Linked DNA regions of Mus musculus: all the other regions are linked to region 3. A link is a contact called in public Hi-C data. All regions are on one chromosome and are shown on one strand. The core of a region is the stretch at or near the end of the contact, and the rest is flanking DNA. Distances in the headings are between cores, read along the strand shown. Region 1 overlaps Gm36574 (a long non-coding RNA gene). Region 2 overlaps Hivep3 (human immunodeficiency virus type I enhancer binding protein 3). Region 3 overlaps Hivep3 (human immunodeficiency virus type I enhancer binding protein 3).

Region 1 (2,700 bases), core at 179-2,678, 240 kb before region 3:
GGTGCCTAATAAGCTTTCACGCATGTTAGGAAAGGCTCTGTCTGTCCCCTGAGATGGCCCTCTGAAAGCCGACTGGGTGGCCACTTAAGTGCTGTGCTTATGCGAAGAACAATACTTCAGCAGAGTGCTTTGGCGTAAGTGCTTCCAGGTCCCCCACTCCACAGAAGCTGCAGCGTGGGAAGGAGATGGCTCTGCAGCGGCTGAGCCTACAGACTGGGCTCTTAGCAATACCCGGACCAGCTGTGGGCCCCCCTCCAGCCCTTGAGCCTGCGGGCGATGCTTCCACTTCATTATCTACAGGGGTGAGGGGCACTGCCATGCCTTCCCTTGTCTCCTAGTGCCCAAGGGACCAGTGAATGCTCAAAGGCAGGGGTTTCTCAAATGAAGCATTTGCATGTTAACTGTTTTCTGAGTTTCCAAGGGCAGTCTGTGGGGTAGGTCAGCGTTCTGTTTTTACTTTCTTTTTAGAATGACTACTTGAATAGTCATCCACACACTTAATGAGAGTTACTCTGTGCTCAGAACTCAGCAACGGGCAGACTGAATGCAGGCAGGACGGAGACAAAAGTACATTCAGAACAATGCTAAGGCTGAGAAAGCCGGGCAGGTGCTGAGCTTCAGGTAGGGAAGACCTCTCTCCAGAAGGTGACATTTAATTAAAACCCTGAAGGCAATCGGAGGGAGGGTTGCACAGAAGGTACTGCAGGCAGAGGCCAAAGCAAAAACTACCCCTAGGGTCCAGAAGAGTGGTGAGGTGGCCGGTAGCAGTTGGGGGTATAGATGAGGGACAGTGGGTGGGAAGGGAGGATGGGGGTGGGAAAGATAAAGGTCAGGGAGGGGAGAGGAGGGAAGGGGAGGGAGGGAGGCAAGAACTTTGGCTCTTGTCCTAGACTGGTGGGGGAGGGGCAGATGGCCCCAGTGGTTGCTTGAAAGTGAGTCACATGCTTGCTTTCAAATTTTATTCAGAACACAGAAGGAAGTTGATCCCACTTTGCTACTTTTCTGGAACTTTCTCCTGGTCAGCAACTGGAGTCACACAGCCAAGTCCTTGATGAAGCCAGGCCCTGGTTTGTCCCCTGCGGTTTCCATCAGGCCTTTCCCACCCACAGCTTACTCCAGTCCACTCCAAATCTTCATGGAAACAAGCAGAGAACATTTCCCAGTGATTTAAAAGGACTTCTGTGCCACCAAAGAGTATCGTTTACTCTTACTTTAATGGGTGAATGTCCCTCTACCCAGATGTCCTTGGAACACGGAGACAAAAAGAAGAGCTTGCTAGATCAGAAGGCCTGAGATCTGGTCTGGATTATGTCGTGTTGTTGCTGTCTGATTTTCCACTTTCCCCGTTTTGAATTTTCTTAACTGCCCAGAAGTCAGATGGAGCCAACCCTGCCTGCTACTTCCTTCCTTGTACCTTCATGCTACAGTGGAAGCCAAGGGCCCCTAGGTGGCGCACCTTCCTAGGCTCAGTCTCCCATGAGCAACTGCTAAAGGAGGCTAGAAGATTTGGGGGAAATGGAGGGGCAAAGATGATCCAGAGAGTGGATCTAATGGGAGACTGAGGCAAAAACCCTAAGCTAGAGACCCTTTCTGCACCTGCCCTGGGCCCTGAGGGAGTTGGTGGCACAGAGCACCTCTGTCACTATGGCTATCAGGTTCTGCTGTGGGCTATAGCCCTTACAGGCAAGGTGAATGTCTTGGGATAGATATGAGACAGTACTTATTCTCGCTCATAGATGAAGATGCTGAAGACAGATGTGCTTGCCTGGTCACCTGGGGAGCCAAAGACACAGTGGCTGTCTAGCTGGCCTCTGCTGAGGAAGGGCTCCATAGCAGGGAGGGCCTTGAGCTCAAAGTGTGGGGTAGCATCCCTTGATTTGTCCATTTCTCTTAGCTGGCAGCCTTCCCTCCACCCTACATCTCTTCTTAGGCTTACTCTCTTTCCTTCACAGCTGTAGCTATTCTCAGGAAATCCTAGGAGAGGAGTTGTTAGCTCCTCTTAGGCAGAGCTGTGTCTCAGGGCAGTTTTAGGACACGGGGTGAGGGTCAGGAGACTTTGGGTGGTGCTTGCTCCCTCTGGCTTTCTTCTCCTTATAGATAAGGGAGAGTGCGGAAGGAGGGAGTTGGGCTAGATACTGCCAAGGTCACTGTCTAGTTTGAACCTTCTGAGTTGTCCTTGAAACTCCCCTATGTCCATCAGCAAGCAGCAGAAGGCAGGCAGGGCTCTGCTTCACTCACTTAAGAGGGATGGGGGTGTGGAATAGGTGCTGTGTCATCCTGTTTATGACATCTGGCTTGGCACAGATGACAGGCTGCCGCAGAAGCCAGAGTCCTCCTCTCTGAACTTCCACAATGACCACCTATTTAGGGAGATGCAAACCTACCTCTGCAGAGGAAGCCATGTAAGGCTTGCATGGGCCAACAGGAAAGAAGCCCTCCCCTCTGTGTCCCTGCAGGTGTCCCTCTTTGGTTCCATTGCTAACCCTCTGACCCTCTGACCTTGGGATTCTTCCAAAATCAAACCCTAAGGAAGGAAACAGTTGCCACTGAAGAAATTCAGAGAACAGTGCTAGAGGAAAAAGATGTGAGGGGAAAGGAAAGAGTAGCCGCTTCTCTTCAGTCAGCCATGTGCTAGCTACTCTACTGTCCTCTCTGTAGAGTAACTCATAGCTTGCTGTCAACCACAGATGAACTTCTGTG
Region 2 (2,700 bases), core at 90-2,589, 230 kb after region 3:
GAGATAAGAAATAAAAGTTGAGAGGTAAAAATAAAGAAATAAGTGAGTCTTTTGCAGGGGGAGCTAAAAGAAGGTCAAATTCATGCAGTAGAAGCCACTGTACCCACAGAGATGGATCCTTGTCAGACACCTAAGTTAGAGCTAGAAATGCTGCTTAATTTAAGGACAAACATGCAGAGGCCCAGAGAAACCCCTAAGTGCGTACATTATAGAGAAACCCCTAAGTGCGTACATTATAGAGAAACCCCTAAGTGCATACATTATAGAGAAACCCCTAAGTGCATACAATGCCATGGCCATTGGCCATTCTAAAAAGCTGTTTTATGTTAGCATGAAGAACCCCAAGGTCCTATTTCACAGAACAAAGCAAGCCCAGTCACTCAAATGTTTATTGCTTAGAATAAGCAGTTCACACGTCCAGGGGACTGCCCAGTCCCTCCTAGGGGTGGGAGCCAGAGGCACTCCTTCCCTTTGTACCAGTCCTTCGCCCACAAAGGAGCACCAAGGTCAAATTCTGCAAAGACTGAAAATGGGCAGGTGTTTCACAGAAAGCCACAGACTGGAAATCAAGCCAGCGTGAGGCTGTCTGAGGAGACATCTGAATTCCGACTAGCCAGCAGCCTCCTTACGCTCCTCTGTAACAAGTGGATCAAATCTGCATTGTGTTCCCATCTGGTCACCTTATTTTCAGAGTGGTGGTGACAAGTTTGTCCAGGAAAGGAAATTAGCAAGTATCAAGCCCAGACTGATGAGCAGGCTGTGGGGAGGGGACTTCAGATCGGCCATTTGCTTGAGAATCCAGCAGTCTAATAGCTCCCCACTCGCAGAATGAGAACACTCTTCCCTTGGAGACACACTCTGAAGACAGATGAGCACGGCTGTGGCGGCTCTCTGCTCCCCAGATACAGCCTGTGGGAGGATGCAGGGGCTCAGTGGCCCTAGAGTCACTCAGAGTAGAGCGGTTTCCTGGCCCTGGGTGAACTTAATCATGGTCACAAATACGCTGAGGCCTGTGAGAGTCTTGGAGCAGCTGTCTCCCGGCTCTGAGCCAAACCTCTCACTTTAGAGATGAGGACAGGCATTGAGGCTCTGGGTTTTTATGCCTGGTATAAGAAGCTTTGGATTTAGTAATCCAAACCCTAATATAGAACTCTTTCCGCCTGGCCAATATGGGGGACCACTCTTCGTCAAACATGGCTTGTCTTCCTGGTGCCGTGGAAGCATTTCTGGCAAGGCAGCTGGAAAACTGTGACTCATTACCTTCCAGGCCATCTCCACCAGCTGCTCCTCTTCTCAAACACACTGAACAAGACGCAGAGGCACAGAGGAGGCCGAAGAGCCCATGTGCTCTCTCCCAGTCAGCAGCAGGGAGTGAGCTGTTACTTCTCTCCCCAGGAGTCTGGTGAATAGAGGCTGCCGTGGAAACCTCCTCTTGGCTGCCGTCAGTACAACCACCCTTCAGCATCCATAGGAGATTTGTTCCAGGGTTCCTACACCACCACAGGAGAAGTCTCAAGTCCCATATATAACATGGTACAGTACTTGCATATAACCTATGTACCTTTCCACAGTATACTCTAAATAATCTCTAAATTAGTATGCAACACAATATTATGTAGTCACTCACTACATATTACACATGCAACTATATATGTGTGTGCATATATGTGTGTGTGTGTGCATGTGTATGCCTATGTGTGCTTGTATATGTCTATGTGTATGCATATATATGTGTGCATGTATATGTCTATGTGTATGCATATATATGTGTGTATACATATATATGTATATGTATACATACACATATACATATATATGATGTATATGTATATGACCTGGCTAAGGAATAATGACTAGAGAAAAGACATCATATTCAATCCAGATACCTCACAATAGTTTTAAAAATATTTTAGATCTGCAGATGGTTGAAACAATAGATAGAGAACCTAAAGGTGTAGACAGCAAAAGATATGTTTTTAAAAATCAAAGCAGACACTGAAACTTATAGAGGAGAAAGTAGGGAAAAGCCTCGAAGATATGGGTACAGGGGAAAAGTTCCTGAATAGAACAGCAATGGCTTGTGCAGAAAGATCAAGAATCGATAAATGGGACCTCATAAAGTTGCAAAGCTTCTGCAAGGCAAAAGACACCGTCAATAAGACAAAAAGACCACCAACAGATTGGGAAAGGATCTTTACCTATCCTAAATCAGATAGGGGACTAATATCCAATATATATAAAGAACTCAAGAAGGTGGGCTCCAGAAAATCAAATAACCCCATTAAAAAATGGGGCTCAGAGCTGAACAAAGAATTCTCACCTGAGGAATACCGAATGGCAGAGAAGCACCTGAAAAAATGTTCAACATCCTTAATCATCAGGGAAATGCAAATCAAAACAACCCCGAGATTCCACCTCAGACCAGTCAGAATGGCTAAGATCAAAAATTCAGGTGACAGCAGATGCTGGCGAGGATGTGGAGAAAGAGGAACACTCCTCCATTGTTGGTGAGATTGCAAGCTTGTACAACCACTCTGGAAATCAGTCTGGCGGTTCCTCAGAAAATTGGACATAGTACTACCAGAGGATCCCGCAATACCTCTCCTGGGCATATATCTAGAAGATGTCCCAACTGGTAAGAAGGACACATGCTCTACTGTGTTCATAGCAGCCTCATTTATAATAGCCAGAAGCTGAAGA
Region 3 (2,700 bases), core at 74-2,573:
CTCCCCTCCTCTGCCCTCTATGATGTAGCAGGACCATCTATGGGCTCAGTCTCTGAAAGCATCTGGAATCAGACCACTTCTCACCTGAACTGTGCTCATGTGTCTGGCCTAGATCACATCCCTACACCCCTGCTGGAGTTCTCCGCACACAGGCAGAGGACATATGTATCACTCCCATTATACTCAAGGATAGAGGATAGAGGTCAGCCAAGGCCCCCTGTCTTTCATGGTCCTTCATGGTCCCATGTCTGGGCTTATGTTACAGGGCCCTCGCCAGGACACCATCTATAGTAGCCTGGCATGCATTTTGACAACATGGGGGCCTCACATTATAATTTGTGAAGACAGTGCTTTGAGTGGATTGTTGTAAACATTGGTTTATTCAGTGTTAAAAGAAACATGATCTAACTCTTGTTAGATTGCTTCACAAACAGAAAATAAAAACCACAGCTTTCTCCTTTCTTCTCTGCCCCCCACCCCCCTGACCCACTCCCTTCTTCGTCTTGTCACACTAAGCCCTGACCCTGACTCCTGAGAATCTACAGCTAAGGTTTGTCATTCTATCTGCCGCAGCCCCTCTGGCCTCCCTCCTTACCCGTGTCCCCTGCCTTGTCTGCTATCAGTCTGCCTCTAGCTTGTTTCTGATGCTGGAGGACCATAGTCAGGTTGTAGTGATGTGTCAGGGCCGAGAAGGGATGGACCTACCCGATCTAGCTTTGCCTTTCTCAGTGACACTCGCAGTCCCACAGACCACATTGCAGGTTCCTATCAGAAGAGACTTCTAGTTAAGTGCCTGAAGATCTATCCAGGTCCCACTAAGACAACTCAAGGCACGTGTTTAGACTGTGCTTGGCACACACTGGGTGCGCCGAGTTCCCGTTGGGGCTGGCTTTCTGCTGGAACACTAGGTTATACTGAACTGCACAGTGACTGGCTCTGTGGCACTGGGGAGCATTTTATGAATTTAACATTTGCTGCTTCCCAGTTGTTCAGCAAACTAGAAGGGAGGACATAGAAGGGAAAGATGGTGGGAGGGAGAGAGAGGAAGGGGAACAGTAGTAGAAATGAGGGTGTCTGGAAAGGGGGAAGGTCAGGGGTAAGGGGGAGGGATGTGAAGTGGAGAGGGAGTTAGGGAAAGAGGAGGTTGGTACAGTACCTTCTTCGGCTTCCAGCTCCTCCAGCACCCCCGTCTCTTGGCACTTTTTGCTGTGGGCTTTCGACTTCATGTGCTTAGTCAGATTCCCTGGAAAGAAATGAGAACAGACTCATGGCCTGGTGGTAGGGGGAGGGCAATACACAGCTGCCAGGCCACAGCTCCTTACACAAGTGCCGAGGGCTGGGCAGGGGCCAAGGCCTCCTGTGCTCCAGCATGCAGCCAGACTATGCAACTGTAACTGCTACAGAAGGTCAAACACAGGAGCTGGGGCAGGGAGGGCATGCAGCTGGGGGGGAGGGGGCAGGGTACAGTGAGAACCAGAGATGCTGGTTAAAACACAGAGAAGTTGAAAGACCACTCAGGTGCATTTTTTTTCTTCTGCTTCTGTCTTATGTTTGGGCCCCGGGGCTGGTGGCACACTCAGATAAGATGATTTGCAATCTTAAATGCTGGAGTGACATGGGATTCTCATGACTAATACAGTAGCTGCGGGCTGAGAAGTTCTTCTGACCGAGTATACTACAATCAGGCCAATCCTTAGGGTCTAAGCAGAGAAAGCAGGGCATGGTTCCTTGCAGGAGCAGTGAGGTGAGCAGCAAGGGACATGAGCCCCACAGGCTCTGGGACGCAGGCTGGGACTGTCTTAGGGACAGCCCCCTCTCTGGGGCACAGTGCAGACAGAGGACTAGAGTGCTATGGGAATGGGTTGTCCAAGGCTCTGTGAAGCCCTGAGGTACTGCCCCAAGTTGTAGGCCTGGCCCCATAGGCTGGGGAACTGGAGCGATAGCTTCTGAGGCCAGGGTAACAACAACAGCAACAGTGATGTCAGGTTCTCCATGGTGCACACCTGTGACAGGCTGCAGGGTGAGGAGCTCTGTGGACAGCAGGTTCAGGGAGGAGAGGCTAAGCTCCCTGTCCTGTCCCCAGAGAACACAGACAGACGTCACAGGAAGTTCCTTTGGGTTGTGCTCTGAGGACTGTTGTATTTCCACATGGCTGATCCTATAACATGTCTGAAGCTCCCGGGGTCAGGTACGCTGTCCCATGAGCCTTAAATTGTTGAGTCTGAATGGATGGACGGAAGGAGGTAGAATGGAAAGATGGAGTCTCTGGGAACGAGTGCACAGGGGGACGAGGTATGGCGAATGGAGGAACATGGAGAGAAAGATAGAAGCATGAGGACAGATGGACACTGGAGGAGAAGCCGATGGCAGGCAGGCAGACAGAGGAGGCAAGGTCCACGGGGAAAAATAAACAGGGGAACTGGTGGAAGTTGGCCTGTAAGCAGATGGAAAGATGGGCGGCTACATGATCGGAGGATGGATGTCCACACGTGGGAATGTATGGGAGGCCAGTCCAGAGGGGAAAAGGAGAATGGGCAGACAGATAGAGCCGGGGGTGGGGACAAGAAAACCTGTGTGTGTGTGTGTGTGTGTGTGTGTGTGTGTGTGTGTGTGTGTGTGTGCGTGGGGGGGGGGCGCATGAACAGGGACACTGTTAGATGAGTAGACAGGAGACAGAGCTAATGGGAAGAGAGATGGACA

What was found. Hi-C and Micro-C count contacts between places; a contact is called where the count stands out from the background.
Region 1: a contact with region 3 is called in a Hi-C map of muscle stem cells, with 2.3 times the contacts expected there. The contact joins two enhancer-like sites. A contact is called at or near these places in 1 of 15 datasets of contacts at CTCF or cohesin (pro-B cells), 37 of 484 Hi-C or Micro-C datasets (the 3T3-L1 cell line, the AML12 cell line, the Ba/F3 cell line and 24 more) and 1 of 9 other capture datasets (embryonic stem cells).
Region 2: a contact with region 3 is called in a Hi-C map of cerebral cortex, with 2.9 times the contacts expected there. The contact joins two enhancer-like sites. A contact is called at or near these places in 1 of 39 promoter capture datasets (pre-B cells), 7 of 15 datasets of contacts at CTCF or cohesin (CD8 T cells, the NIH/3T3 cell line, embryonic stem cells and 2 more), 83 of 484 Hi-C or Micro-C datasets (3T3-L1-derived adipocytes, B cells, the BV-2 cell line and 45 more) and 10 of 115 datasets of contacts at active chromatin or transcription factors (the 230-238 cell line, CD8 T cells, bone marrow-derived macrophages and 5 more).

The regions. Positions count from the first base shown.
Region 1 is chr4:120,367,604-120,370,303 of GRCm38.p6, reverse strand. The region is part of intron 3 of Gm36574 (a long non-coding RNA gene); the gene reads left to right. Among named protein-coding and RNA genes, the nearest start is that of Gm36574, 28 kb to the left of the region's middle. Within about 2 kb of position 1,428, at least 72 of the 459 cell types and tissues checked have an H3K27ac peak or open chromatin away from gene starts, as enhancers often do. A contact at or near this core is called in the C2C12 cell line, cerebral cortex, cortical neurons and 3 more, where this site is marked.
Region 2 is chr4:119,900,265-119,902,964 of GRCm38.p6, reverse strand. The region is part of intron 1 of Hivep3 (human immunodeficiency virus type I enhancer binding protein 3); the gene reads right to left. Among named protein-coding and RNA genes, the nearest start is that of Hivep3, 87 kb to the right of the region's middle. Within about 2 kb of position 1,339, at least 48 of the 459 cell types and tissues checked have an H3K27ac peak or open chromatin away from gene starts, as enhancers often do. A contact at or near this core is called in cerebral cortex, cortical neurons, muscle stem cells and 1 more, where this site is marked.
Region 3 is chr4:120,126,819-120,129,518 of GRCm38.p6, reverse strand. Hivep3 (human immunodeficiency virus type I enhancer binding protein 3) reads right to left here. Exons shown (of 9, transcript NM_010657.3): 7 at 1,157-1,243. Among named protein-coding and RNA genes, the nearest start is that of Edn2, 33 kb to the left of the region's middle. Within about 2 kb of position 1,323, at least 50 of the 459 cell types and tissues checked have an H3K27ac peak or open chromatin away from gene starts, as enhancers often do. A contact at or near this core is called in the C2C12 cell line, cerebral cortex, cortical neurons and 4 more, where this site is marked.